2 separate regions of the Pelodiscus sinensis genome follow, and region 1 is linked to region 2. The links are chromatin contacts, called in public Hi-C maps. All regions are on one chromosome and are shown on one strand. Each heading gives the region's core, a stretch centred on a gene start, on an enhancer-like site or on the middle of the called end of the contact. The rest is flanking DNA. Distances are from core to core; before and after follow the strand shown.

Evidence for each region. A called contact is a pair of places that touch in the nucleus more often than the background predicts.
Region 1: a Hi-C map of an unstated tissue shows a contact between it and region 2, with 3 times the contacts expected there. The contact joins the promoter of CRIPT here to the promoter of MCFD2 in region 2. A contact is called at or near these places in 2 of 5 Hi-C or Micro-C datasets (blood and an unstated tissue).

Annotation. Positions count from the first base shown.
Region 1 is chr3:164,109,721-164,115,847 of ASM4963464v1, reverse strand. It overlaps CRIPT (CXXC repeat containing interactor of PDZ3 domain), which reads left to right and starts at 1,532. Exons shown (of 5, transcript XM_006125478.4): 1 at 1,532-1,741; 2 at 3,328-3,393; 3 at 5,401-5,455. The coding sequence starts at 1,726. PIGF (phosphatidylinositol glycan anchor biosynthesis class F) reads right to left here and starts at 1,530. Exons shown (of 6, transcript XM_006125480.4): 1 at 1,394-1,530; 2 at 1-223. The coding sequence starts at 199.
Region 2 is chr3:163,913,640-163,920,509 of ASM4963464v1, reverse strand. MCFD2 (multiple coagulation factor deficiency 2, ER cargo receptor complex subunit) reads right to left here and starts at 5,603. Exons shown (of 5, transcript XM_075925407.1): 1 at 5,397-5,603; 2 at 2,485-2,552; 3 at 1,623-1,771; 4 at 835-994. The coding sequence starts at 1,765.

The DNA of each region.
Region 1 (6,127 bases), core at 283-2,782, 200 kb before region 2:
ACGGATTTGGTTTAAGTATTATATACAATATTATATTTACAGTAGTTACACATATAGAACAGATGCACAGCCAGATAAGGTGTGTTCCCAAAACTGAGAAGTTCTCCAAAAAGAGAGGTGGAACAATAGTTGTTAAGATAATGGAAAATACACAAATGATGTGGGCAAACAGCAGTCTCTTTATTTCTGTATCTTTCATGGTGTTTTATCTTGAATAGTGCACCTACAATAAAGCAAATGACATTCCTGTAGTTAATTTCTGAAAAATTTAAGAGGGAGGGTAAACTTAAAAAAAAAAAAAAAAACGTTGAAAAAGATAAATTGTGTGCTACTTTAAAACAGAAAACCTAGGAGCAACCATGATGTTTCATTCCAATTTTTTTTTTTTCAGATATTGTACTGCATTTTGTGATTGGCAGTGAATTGTGATGTTTTCTGCTAAAACATCTGATTCACTGGCTTTGCTGATGTTTACATTCTCAGGCAGACACAGCCTATACCACAGGCTTTGTGCCATCAGGCAATTTGCAGAGGAGGAAAAAGGTTTGACCTTTGTGCAACATGCCTCAGTCTATGTCTAGACTGCAAGCTTCTTTTGGAAGTTTTTCCAGAAGAGATCTTCTGGAAAAGCTTATTTTGAAAGAGTGCATCCACACAGCAAAAGCACAATGAAAAAGTAATGTGCTTTTTCAAAACATAGCACCCACATTAATTGGATGCTATCTTGCATTTAAGTTGTGATTAATATGGACGGAGTGGCCACCAGGGCACCTGTGTTATTTCCTGGAAGCCTTTTCTTTCAAAAGAACTCCCTCTTCTACGTCTACACATGCATTTTTCTGGAAAAGCTTTTTTGGAAAAAAGCTTCTGCCTCATAGAAAGAGGTTTACCACTGTCAGAAAAGCCCCTCTGTTCTTTCAGCTTTCTGTCGAAAGAAAGTAAAAGCAGTGTGGACGTAAGTATTGTTTTTCCAGAAAAATGGCCATTTTTTCTGGAAAAACGCTGCAGTGTAGACATACCCTCCGATGGCCCGAACCAGGCTGCATCACCAAATGGTTCGCTGGGAGGATCATTGGGTACCCAGAGTGGCACTGATGGGAGTGGCGAGGTGAATGCTGCCCCACGTCCCCCTTGTGACCTGTGACATCGATGCCACAGGAGAAGAAGCCCAGCAAGTACTGGCAGGGGCAGAGGCTTGACTGCTCGGCTGGAAAACGCACCACAGCAAGGAAAGGCAGCGGGCGCTGCCCAGGATGGGATGCTGGGGAGCCCGAGGTGGGGCCGCGTCACGGGAGGGGAGGGGGAGCAGCAGAAAGCGGGGGGAGGAAGACAGTCAGCGGGGGGCGGGCAGCAGCCTGCTGGGAAGGAAGAGCACAGACCGTTTGTCTCTTACCCGAGTCCCTGTCAGCAGACAGTGGGCGGGACTACGCCGAACACGAGGTCAGAGGTCGCGCGGCTCTCGGGCCCCGGCGCTCAACTCCCTGCGTAGCAGGCGGCGCTGCGCGCCTTGCTCAAAGGAGAAGACACAAGGCATGAGAGTGACGGATGGTGGCGACCAGTCAGGCTGCGGGGGACGTACATTGAGCAGCCCCATAGGTTGGCTCCATAGGGAGGCGGGCGAGCGCGGAGGCCGGAAGAGGAAGGGACTGTCCGGAAGTGGCAGTTTGTTTTGGTCTGTCGAGCTGTTGGTGGTCTGCGGCTGCCCGGCGGCGGTTCCAGCTCAGCATGGTCTGCGAGAAGTGTGAGTCCTCGCGGGCGCCGGTCCCTCCCCGCCACTTCGGGCAGCGCCCCGCGCCTGGGCTCCGCCAAGCCGATGCGTGCCTGGAGTCCTCGCCCACCGCCTGAGCCGCGAGACCATCCCCCCTCCCCCCGCCGCAGCTGGGTGCCCAGCGGGGCAGGGGATCCTCTTTCCCCGCCCCCTACCATCTGCGCAAGGGGGGAGGTTGAAGTTCCATGATTATTCATAGAGCCATAGAGCTGGAAGAGACCTCAGAAGGTCAAGTCCGGCCCTTGCTCTAGGCAGGATCAATCCCAACTAAATCAACCCGGCCAGGGCTCTGTCAAGCCGAGACTTAAACACCTCTAGGGATGGAGACTCCACTACTTCCTTAGGTAACCCATTCCAGTGCTTCACCACCCTCCTAGTGAAACAGTTTTTCCTAATATCCAACCTGGACCTCTCCCACCCCAACTTGAGACCATTGCCCCTTGTTCTGCCATCTGTCACTACTGAGAACAGCCTCCCTCCATCTTCTTTGGAACCTCCCTTTAGGAAGTTGAAGGCTGCTATCAAATCCCCCCTCACTCTTCGCTTCTGCAGACTAAACAGACCCAAGTCCCTCAGCCTCTCCTCATAAGTCATATGCTCCAGCCCCCTAATCATTTTGGTTGCCATCCACTGGACCCTCTCCAATGCATCCACATCCTTTTTGTAGTGGGGGGGGGCCCAGAACTGGACACAGTACTCCAGATGCAGCCTCACCAAAGCCGAATAAAGGGGAATGATGACATCTCTGGATCTGCTGGCAATGTTCCTCTTAATGCAACCTAATATGCCATTAGCCTTTTTGTCAGTTAAACACTGTCTGACATCTCTCCTGAGTGCACCAATATGGAGCTCATGTGCAGCACATCTCCTCCGTATTGATGCACATAACATTCATTTTGCACAGGGATGATCTGAAGGCATGTTAAAGTGTGTGTAACTGCCTAACTGCTGAAAATTACACAGTTACACACAGGGCAGCTTTTAAGCTGGCTCCCATCAAGTATAGGCTCCCGCCTGCTGCCCCTGCATCTCTTCCCCCAGTCTCTGGCAACTCCATGCACAGTAGCCCTGAACCCTTGTGAAAGGATTTTTAGGCAGCTGTTTAGCTTAGAGGGAGCTCTGCCAGGATGGGGGCATGATGTATCTCCCTGTTCGGGCTGGGTCTCATCTACACACACACACACACACACACGTGTGTGTGCATGTGCACTCACTCATTCTCCTCCCTCTCACCCACAGCTGGGCGGTCATAACTGAGATGGGCATAGCTATTGGTAAACTGCCTGGGTTTGTGTGGGGTAGCTGTCAATATTCACATCACAGCTTCCTGGCTGCCCCTGCTCTTGTCTCATCTGTATCATTGCCTCTATCAATGAACTAGCATCTTTCACAGGGGATCTATAGGGTCTAAGCAGAGCCTGGCTTCTCATGTGGAGCTGCTAAGCACTGATTCCAGAAATATATATTTAATAACATTTGTATTAATAAGAACCATTTGCTTAGAGGCTTTAATGAAAACTAAGTCTAGTTTTCTTCCCCTGCTGTGTGTTCTGTTACAGGTGAGAAGAAACTTGGCACTGTGATTACACCTGACACATGGAAAGATGGAGCAAGAAATACTACAGGTGTTGCATTCAAAGACTAACTTAATTGAGGAAGACTTTAAGCTTTTATTATGCAAAGAACAATGCCAATAGATGAGCAGCTTCCCCATTTCTGTCCTTCACTTCAGATTCTTTCCTATGATAATTCAGTCTATTGGACTATAATTATTTTGCTCTTCTGTAGTGCAGTTTGTAGAGATGTAAAATTCCATTTAATTGGTTAACTGATTAAATGTTACATGTATCTAATTAATGGATTAAAGGGGGTGGGGGCATTCCCTCAGTCCTCTGCCACAAGCAGGTCACCACAGCCAGAGCAGTCCCCTACCCCCAGTGGGCAGGGAGCTGCTCCAACCCCCACCGGTTAACCTTTCGCATCCCTAGCAGTGTGTATTTCTACTATATCACAATACGAAATAATGAAATGTGGATTAGGTGGTCCTGTTATCCAAATTCAGGGTGCACTATATTCATTTTTCCACCCATTTGCTTTAGGCCACTCATCCTCAACATTTTATTTTCACCCACCATCAGGCTAATAATCCTGGTCATTATTTTATTTGGTCGTTCTGAGATATTAGATACTTTTTATTTTCTGTTGTACTGCTACATATTTAGCAGCTAAATGGACTAGGAATACCAAACTGATAAACAGTAGGTTAACAATGCGGTATTGGTTAGGAATGTTAAAATGTGTGTAATTAAGGGTACATCTAGACTACAGACTTTTGTCGACAGAAGTTTTGTCGACAGATACTGTCGACAAAGCTTCTGTCGACAAAGATCGTCTAGACTACATCCAGTTCTGTTGACAAGCAAGCCGCTTTGTCAACATGACAGTGTAGACGCAAAGGACAGTGTAGATGCAGAACTCTGTCGACAAAAGGCGTTATTCCTCGTAGAATGAGGTTTACAGCCGTCGACAAAACTGGTGAGTTCTGTCGACATTATGTCGACAGAACTCAGCGGCAGTGTAGACGCAGGTATAGTTTTGTTGACAAAAGTCCGCTTTTGTCAACAAAACCCTGTAGTCTAGACACACCCTTAGTAACCACATAAAGTCCTAAAAATTTCAGTGGTTACATGTGGGATGGCTGATGGCTCCCCATGTGTGCCATCTCTCATCTACCACCCTGTGCTGCTGCCTCTGTATCAGAGGTAGTAACACAGGGTGGCAGGCAGCTCCCTGGGAACCAGCCATACCCAGAGCCTACATGTAACCATGAACATTATCCGATGAGAATGGGCTCATCAGTTTACCATTTACGTGGTTTCCCTTTCACATCCTTCGTATTAGTTCGTAATTAAATATGACAGCTTACCCTTTTGGGGGAGGAGGAAAGAGAAGAAAGAACTTCCTGATGGTGAAGGCACAGAACTGGAGTCAGAACACTTAGGTGTTTCTAGCACTGCAACAAAGTTTCTGTCTAATATTGGCCTAGTAACTAAGGCCCCTGGTGTGCAATGAATTCTGTACAGTGCAGTAGTCTACCAACCTACAGCTTTACATGTCAATTCTTTCAAGTCAGGAAAAAGAAACGGACATTTCCCATTTTTTCCTACCTTGACCAATACCAGTATTGAATCTTATTTCTATTTTACATTTAATTTATATATTAAGACCAAAATTCTGGAGATTCTGGAAATGTACAAAATACTGAATATGAATTCTCTAAGAGTTTTATGTTTCCATACACTGTCTCCTGGCAGGCTGATTGAACTTAGTCTTACATTAGTCACAGCTGCTTATGTTCCGTAGATAACTTTTCATTGTTTATAATATATTGCATTTCTGCTATTTAGTGCATATTATATTAGTAATAATATGAGAACGTGGTATGTTCTATTGGATTGTTAAGACCTATAATGTTCCTGGGCTCTTATTTTGAATGAACTTTTTTACTCCTTATTTGATCAAGTCTGGGAGGGGAATATGGGTGTGTGTTTTTTTCTTTAATTTGTTAAATGAGCTTTTTACAAATGACTTTGATTTTAGTCAGTACATTGGTATATCTTTCCTCTATAAAGAAAGTGGCGGACGAAAATTAAATGAAAATAAGGCACTGACTTCAAAGAAAGCAAGGTTGGTATTGCGATTTTTATCTTAATTAAAAATAAAGATCTTATAAATTTTGTACTGGAGCCAAAACTTGTTTCGTGTATTGCTGAGTGCTTTCTAAAACTGGTATACAATTTTCATTTTATTTGTCTTGACAGAATGCAAGCTATTAGAGGCAAGGACCATCCAGTGTTATGACTTTATAAATATTTGTATACAAATGTGCGCATCTTCAGACTTGTAGGCTACGTCTACACTGGCCCCATAAAACGGAAGAGGCATGCAAAGCAGGTAAGTCAGAATAGGGAAATCCGCGGGGGATTTAAATATCCCCCGCGGATTTAAATAAACATGTTCGCCGCTTTTTTTCCGGCTTGGGGAAAAGCCGGAAAAAAGCGTCTAGACTGGCGCGATCCTCCGGAATAAAGCCCTTTTCCGGAGGACCTCTTATTCCTACCTGAAAGTAGGAATACCTGAAAGTACGAATAAGAGATCCTCCGGAAAAGGGCTTTATTCCGGAGGATCGCGCCAGTCTAGACGCTTTTTTCCGGCTTTTCCCCAAGCCGGAAAAAAGCGGCAGACATGTTTATTTAAATCCGCGGGGGATATTTAAATCCCCCACGGATTTCCCTATTCTGACTTACCTGCTTTGCATGCCTCTTCCGTTTTATGGGGCCAGTGTAGACGTAGCCGTAT
Region 2 (6,870 bases), core at 4,354-6,853:
ACATGTTTACTGATGTTTTGAACAAAATCTCTCCCCTGAGTTGGCACGAATCATTAGCCAGGCACCTTGAAACAGAGTTCCTTCAGTTGCTAAGCTAACTTTTCACAGTAGTAGCTTCCTCTGCAGTCAGAGAGGGTATACTGTCATCATTTGGTATTAGTCACACAAATCTAAGAAATAGACTGGGAGTTAAAGCAGGAACTCATATTTCTGCTTCAGTCTATGAATCATCTTCCCCACTCCCACTGTCATTTTGAGAGTTTGCTATTCAAGTTTTAAGGGCACTGTACACTTAGTGTTCTGAGGACTGGGTCTGTTAGAGTTAATAAAATTTGAAAAAGTTTAAGGACAGCCATCAGCTGGCAACTCAGGAGACTGCTGCAACTGCAAATGTGAAACATTTTATTAAACTAAATCTTAAATTGTATATCAGTGTGTGTGTGCATGATTTAATTATTGCCATTCCTAATGTACTGCTACTGCATCTGTAGCAGATACAGCATGGTGAACTATTTCTTAAATTAATAAAAAAGTCAAATCAAAATATAAGTACACCCTCTTAGCTGTTGTAAAATGCTATAGTGTCCAGCAGTGATCAGATCTGCACCACTGTTTAAGAAATGTAAGTACTATTAGAGGGAAATTTGATTTAAATCAATATTTTTGGAGATTAAAAAAAAAAAATCTACCCTGGTTAAATTTATATTTTTATAAAAACAAAAACTCACATTAAAAATTAATTTGACTGTACAGAAAATGCATATTCTAATTGGAATTACTTATGAGAACGTATTGTTTTGAAGAGCCACTGGGGCAATTATAAATACTGCTCACCTCTTTATGTACATGTGATATAGCAGTGGCAAGTTCTAACCCATCAAGCAAATTATTGCCATCATAATCGTGCATTTTGAAGTAATGGAGCTGTAACTCCTGTGGGGACATCTCAGATTCTGGTTTGTCAATTACACCTTCTAAGTGTTCCATGATGTGGCTGAAAATACAAAATAAAGTCAGCAGTTAACATATAAAAGCCTATTTATATATTTAACAGTTCTTTGCTCAAGGAACTAATCTACAACAGTTTGGATGAGATTCTATGTTGAGTCTGTTAGAGAAGTGGCATCAAAAACTGGCATCAAAAACTTTTCCTCTCCCCCTCTTCCCAATCTACATATATATGGTGTTTTTAAGCCACCATTGTGTCCTGATCATGGTATGCTAGGATCTAAAGAGATCTGCCATAATTTAGACAGTGTTGGGGGCCTGTCTAAATTAGCCTTGGGAGGCAATTGTATCTCCTTATGAGAGTCTTCCACAGAATCAATGCTGGATGAAGCCTTCCCCACCAGCAGCTTTAGGGCCTATTTATATGATGTGGCTCTTCTAACCACTGTAGAGAGAAGACAAGAATCTTACAGTGTAAGTGTTCATGATGCATATTCCCCCCCCCCCCCCCCCAATGTTTTTGTGGCCAATATACACAAGGAAAAACAGTGTATAAAGATAATTTTGACTGAGTTTTTCTATGCCATGTAGGGAGGGCAACCCTGATATATTGAAGTCCAACTTCAAAATGAATCACTGAGCAATACAAGTTTTACAGAATACAAAGAACATACTCTTTGTCTTGTACTAGGCTCTTATCAAGACGAATATTTGCTTGATGAGTCTCCTCTGTGTGACCCTCAGCTACAGAGGAAATTAAGAATGCAGACACTAGGCAGAATAGCAAATATGTGCTCAACATCCTTGTGGCCATCATGATCTCCTAGCAAGTGAAAAATACATATATTAATACATATGATAAATACATTCAATGAAATGCAATGTTTTCAATGTAATAAGCACAGTGGAAATATGAAGTCTCCATTAAATTGTAGGATGCAAAAATTTTCAGATTCCCAACTTGAAAATGTAGTATGTGCTGTGCAGCTGCTAATCTTTCTGGAGAACAAATCCACAATAAATTACTTGACTCTGTAAATATTGTCTAGTCCAGGGCTACTCAACACATGGCCAACGGGCCGCATGAGGCCCGTGGTGCGGTTTGGGTTTACGCAGGGCTGAACACGCAGCCCATGGGCAGGATTCTTTGAACATGGCCTCCACAGGGAACATGCTCCACAACAGTGAGGTGTCTCCCAGATGGGGTGAGCACTTAAAGGCGCAAGCAGATGGCTGGCTGGAACAGAGGCATAGAGGGTATTGGTGCTTCTAGCCCCCTGGGAGAAGCTGCCAGGAGTGCTGGGATAGCACTTTGTATTCATGCCCATCAATGTGAAAGAAGCTATTTGCATGTATATGCAACCATACTTAAGTTGTGGCCCTTAGAATGTGCTGAGAGTATCATTGTGGCCTCCCAGAGCTTCCAAAGTTGAGTAGCCCTGTTTTAGTCAAATAGTCATAGCAACTTCACTTAGATGCATTTTACAGTATTTTCCTTAAAAAAAAAAAAAAATAATAATAATTAAACTTACAGACCTTCCTAGTCCAACTAGGTAGCCTCCCTTAGATGTAAATGAAAGTGGGGCATGACATCATAAGCACTACTGGAAATATTTAAAAAACAAAACAGCAGTGGAAATGCTCAGATACCAGTTTAATGCAGAACATTCTTTCTTTATAGAAGTCCTAGTTTTAATGATAGAATTGTGATAGTCGAAGCTAAGTTTCATTAAGCTACGTTGATGAATCTTCTTAATCAACAGTGCATTATAAAATTGTTCAGAGTTTATATATTATTGCAGTCTTTGTTTCAATTATTTTGTGGCTCTGTCCAATGACAAAGTGGCTATTTTGAACGTGTAGTGCCACTACCCAAACAAGGCTTATGTTTCTGATATTTTGCGACAAAACATAAGTAATCAGTGTATAAAAATGGTACACTATTTAGACTCTTGGCATTCAATGTTCCTCTCTCATGAAAAGGGTATAAATCACTAAAGTCATAACTAATGGAAGTTAACATAGGTGAAAATAGAGCACAAATGCATTCTATCACATAATCCTAATTAACACAGAATAGTGTTAAGTCAAGTTATAAAAATGAACACTACCATGAAACAATACTGATCTCCTTTTGCAGAAGTTTCCCTGAAGAGTTAATGCCTAATAACAAATCAGGTCTAAAACAGAAATGTTTGCTATTCCACTTGTTTGTCAGAAGATTTAACACCACTTGAAATGTGATAGTAGCAGGTCACCCTGTAAATCCAGAAATACAAATACTAGTGTCAGCTTTCACAACTCTATGGACTATTGCCAGGAGGCTATACAGAGTTTGCATAACTTATGAAAATATTAGGTTTATTAGCTACGCATTTTAAATGGATCAAATATTTTCCACAACTACCTTCCGAACTACCTTCTTTGTCTTTGATAACAGGAAAAAAAAGAAAGCAGGGGAAAAAGAAACTTTTCCTACCAGGACACTAAAATAGTCACTGTACTTGCTCAGTGAAAGTTGAACTGAACCCATTTATTTTAGAACAAATCCCACAAGCCTGAAGACTGCAATTTACTAACTACTTTGGTGCAATTCCTTAAATGGCATGGTACTCATTTACAAAGCAAGACACCACTCCAGTAGTGCCACAGGTACAACAGTATTCTGAAAGAATATTAATACATGATATAGCACAGCAGCAAATCAGTTAGTGAATTTTGTTTGGACTGAAAAAGTTACAGATTGGAAAGGCAACATGGTCAGTACTTTGTCTATATAAGAGAGTTGCACTGGTTTATTTTAAAGCTGTTTTTAACTAAGGCTGTGTCTATATTGGCGCGATCTCACGCAAAAGCGGCTGCTCTTGCGCAAAAACTTGCTGCCTGTCTACACTGGTCGCGAGTTCTTGCGCAAGTACACTGACATTCTAATGTATTAAATCAGTGCTTCTTGTGCAAGAACTCTGATGCTCCTGCTCGGGGATAAGCCCTCTTGCGCAACTGTTCTTGCGCAAGAGGCCAGTGTAGACAGGCAACAAATTTCTTGCACAAGAAAGCCCTATGGTTAAAATGGCCATCAGAGCTTTCTTGCACAAGAGAGCATCTACACTGGCATGGATGCTCTTGCGCAAACGCACATACCAGTGTAGATGCTCTCTTCTGGAAGAGTTTTTGCACAAGAACCCTTCTGCAAAAGAGTTCTTGTGCAAGATCATGCCAGTGTAGACATAGCCTAAGAAATTAAGGCTATAACTACCCCAGCACTTTGCCCATAACACATGTCACTCAGGAGTGGGGGAAAAAAAACCACCAACTGCTCCCTCTCCCTGCCCTGACATAAGTTATACCAACAGAATTGATAGTGCAGACAGCTGTCAGCAGGAGATGCTCGCCCCCCCCTTTCCCCATGAGCAGTGGTAGCTATATACTCATATACCCAATATGGATTTGCACCAGTGTAAGGTGTAACAACTTAAATTCACACCTTCTCTTGTATACTGGTGCAATTTATAGTGATGCAAATTATTACTTAGGATATGAGTGACTGATTTCTGTCACTCAGGAACAGCTTAACCGAAATAAATCATTTTATACTGAAATAAGAGTGCCCATAAAGCCTTTCAGAATGGTCTAACTATATAGGCTTTAAAAAAAACCCACCTTAGACAAGATGTAAGATCCAGGAATTCCTGAATTCTACTGTTCTCTGACACTAATTCACTACATGCTAGGAGCAATTTTCAAACCCTCTCTGCAATAATTTCCCCTGTTGTCAATTAGGGATAAGAGAAGGCCACGTTTTCTGCAGACATAACTCCCCTGATTTGAAATTCACTTCCACCAGCAGAGAATTTTAAGAAGAGTCCTGAACATCAGCTCCTGATAATCTGCAAGGTAGATGCCCAGTTACAACAGTTTAGTTTAAAACGTACTTGACATCCAGCCCTTCACTGGGATGAGCTGAAGGTTTGTAAAACAATAACAAGCACCACAGCCTCCCCACCCAGCCGCTGTGCAACTGACGAGCGATTAGCAGGGAAAGAGACTGGAAGGCAGGAGAGCGGTGACTGCAGGGTCATTAGGTTCAGTTAATTGCCTGCGCCCGCTGCCCGTTTCCATCTACGTGTTACTGCAGCCCTGCTCGGCTACCGGACACCCCTCAAACAGCCCCCACGCCAGGGCCCTGAGCCCCCACCTACCGGCCCCGCTGCCGCGCGCCTCACGCGACCGGGTCTCCCCGCGATTACGCCGGCTCTGCCAAGGAGCCGGACTGGCTCTGCGTGACAGCGCCCGGTGTGGCGGGGCGCGCGGGACCGTAGCCCCCGCCGCCGGCCGCAAACCCATCGCAGCCGAGCTCAGCGCGGCCGGGGCGCGTCTCCGAGCGCGGGGGAGGTGCCGACTCGCCCCGCCCGCGACGCTCCGCAATGTGAGGCGCGGCCCGAACTCACCGGCTGCGTAGCCGACAACGTCCCGGGGCACAGCACCGGGGCACAGGCAGGTGCGCAAGGGAGTAGACCCAGCCGGCCACCGTCCCCAGGCGCATCTTTGACCCGACGCACGCTCGCGTCCTGCCACGCCCCCTCCCGCTCATTGGCTTTCGCCAGCCAGAGCTGGGAGAACGTCAAGGCTCCTGGACATTCCACGTGTAACGAAAATGAAGGGACAGGTGGGGGTGGGGGCGGGAGTGTGTCAGGTGACCAGCATGAAACGCTCCTTCCATGTGCCCCGCCTCCTCCGTGACTCCTGCCCCCATCGGCCTCTGCCTCTCGCTGCACCGCCCCCGGCAATGCGTCGGTGGTCAAGTGGGCGGGGCTTGGAGCTCACCCAGGAGGGGAGTCCTGTAAGAGCCTCCTCTCCCATGGTTTCCAAATAGACCTGCCCTGAGCCTGTTCCAGGCCTCTCCTTGGCCCCTCCCCCCACAAAATGCATCCCAGGCAGCAAGGTCCACAGCTGAGGTGTGGGGGCGTGGCTCTGCGTCCCGGAAGGGGCGGGGCCTCGGACGGAAGGGGCGGGGCGGAGACAGTCAGGCCTAGCGCTGCCTGGAGCGCGACACGCCCGGCCACTTGAAAGGGGCCCGGGACAGGAGCAGCGTCCGGCTCGCTCAGCTGCTGCGCCAGCGCCCACGAGTCGGGCGGGGGCTTCCCTGCGCGTGGCCCTGGTTGAACAAGTGCCTTGGTCGAGGCCGCTGTCCCGGTTCTGTAGCGCGGCGGGTGGAGGGGGGGGAGCACTAGGTTTGGGGGCAATTTTCAACTCTCGTGCGGAATTTTTCTCCCTCACACTTTGTGTGTGTTTGCACGTGGGGGAGGGGGCTTGTTTATGTCATTGGTTCTAGAAACGCCTCCTCCTCCGCATGGCAGCTCAGGAGTGTGTTTAGCAAGCACTTTGGTTTGCTTCTGTTCTGACCCCAATGTTATTTGCTTTCTTATACCAGTATTTTAATAGTGATAGAAATGTAGCCCTGTTAGTCTGGTGTAGCTGAAACAAAATACAGGACTATGTAGCACTTTAAAGACTAACAAGATGGTTTAGTAGGCGATGAGCTTTTGTGGGAGTGGGTCTGGCCCAGGAAAGCTCATCACTTAATAACCATCTTGTTAGTCTTTAAAGTGCTACATAGTCCTGTTTTTTGTTTCAGTATCTTAATAGCCTTTCTATGCCCCTGTGTTTACATTGTACCAGTCCACTCCCTGTCTCTTCTAGGAATGTTGCCTATCTCAAGAAATCTGTACAGTCATTTTGCTTTTGTAAACATTCATCACATTGTTATTAGGCCAGCTTTATTGACTAGTGCTCATTAATGAGCCAGATATAGTAATGAGGAAAAATCAGATCTAACATATAGCTTTCAAGGCTGCCCTGTCTCAAGAGTATTAGTGCTCTCTCTGGGGCAGACTGTTAGGAAAAGGGTCCAACCTCCACTTT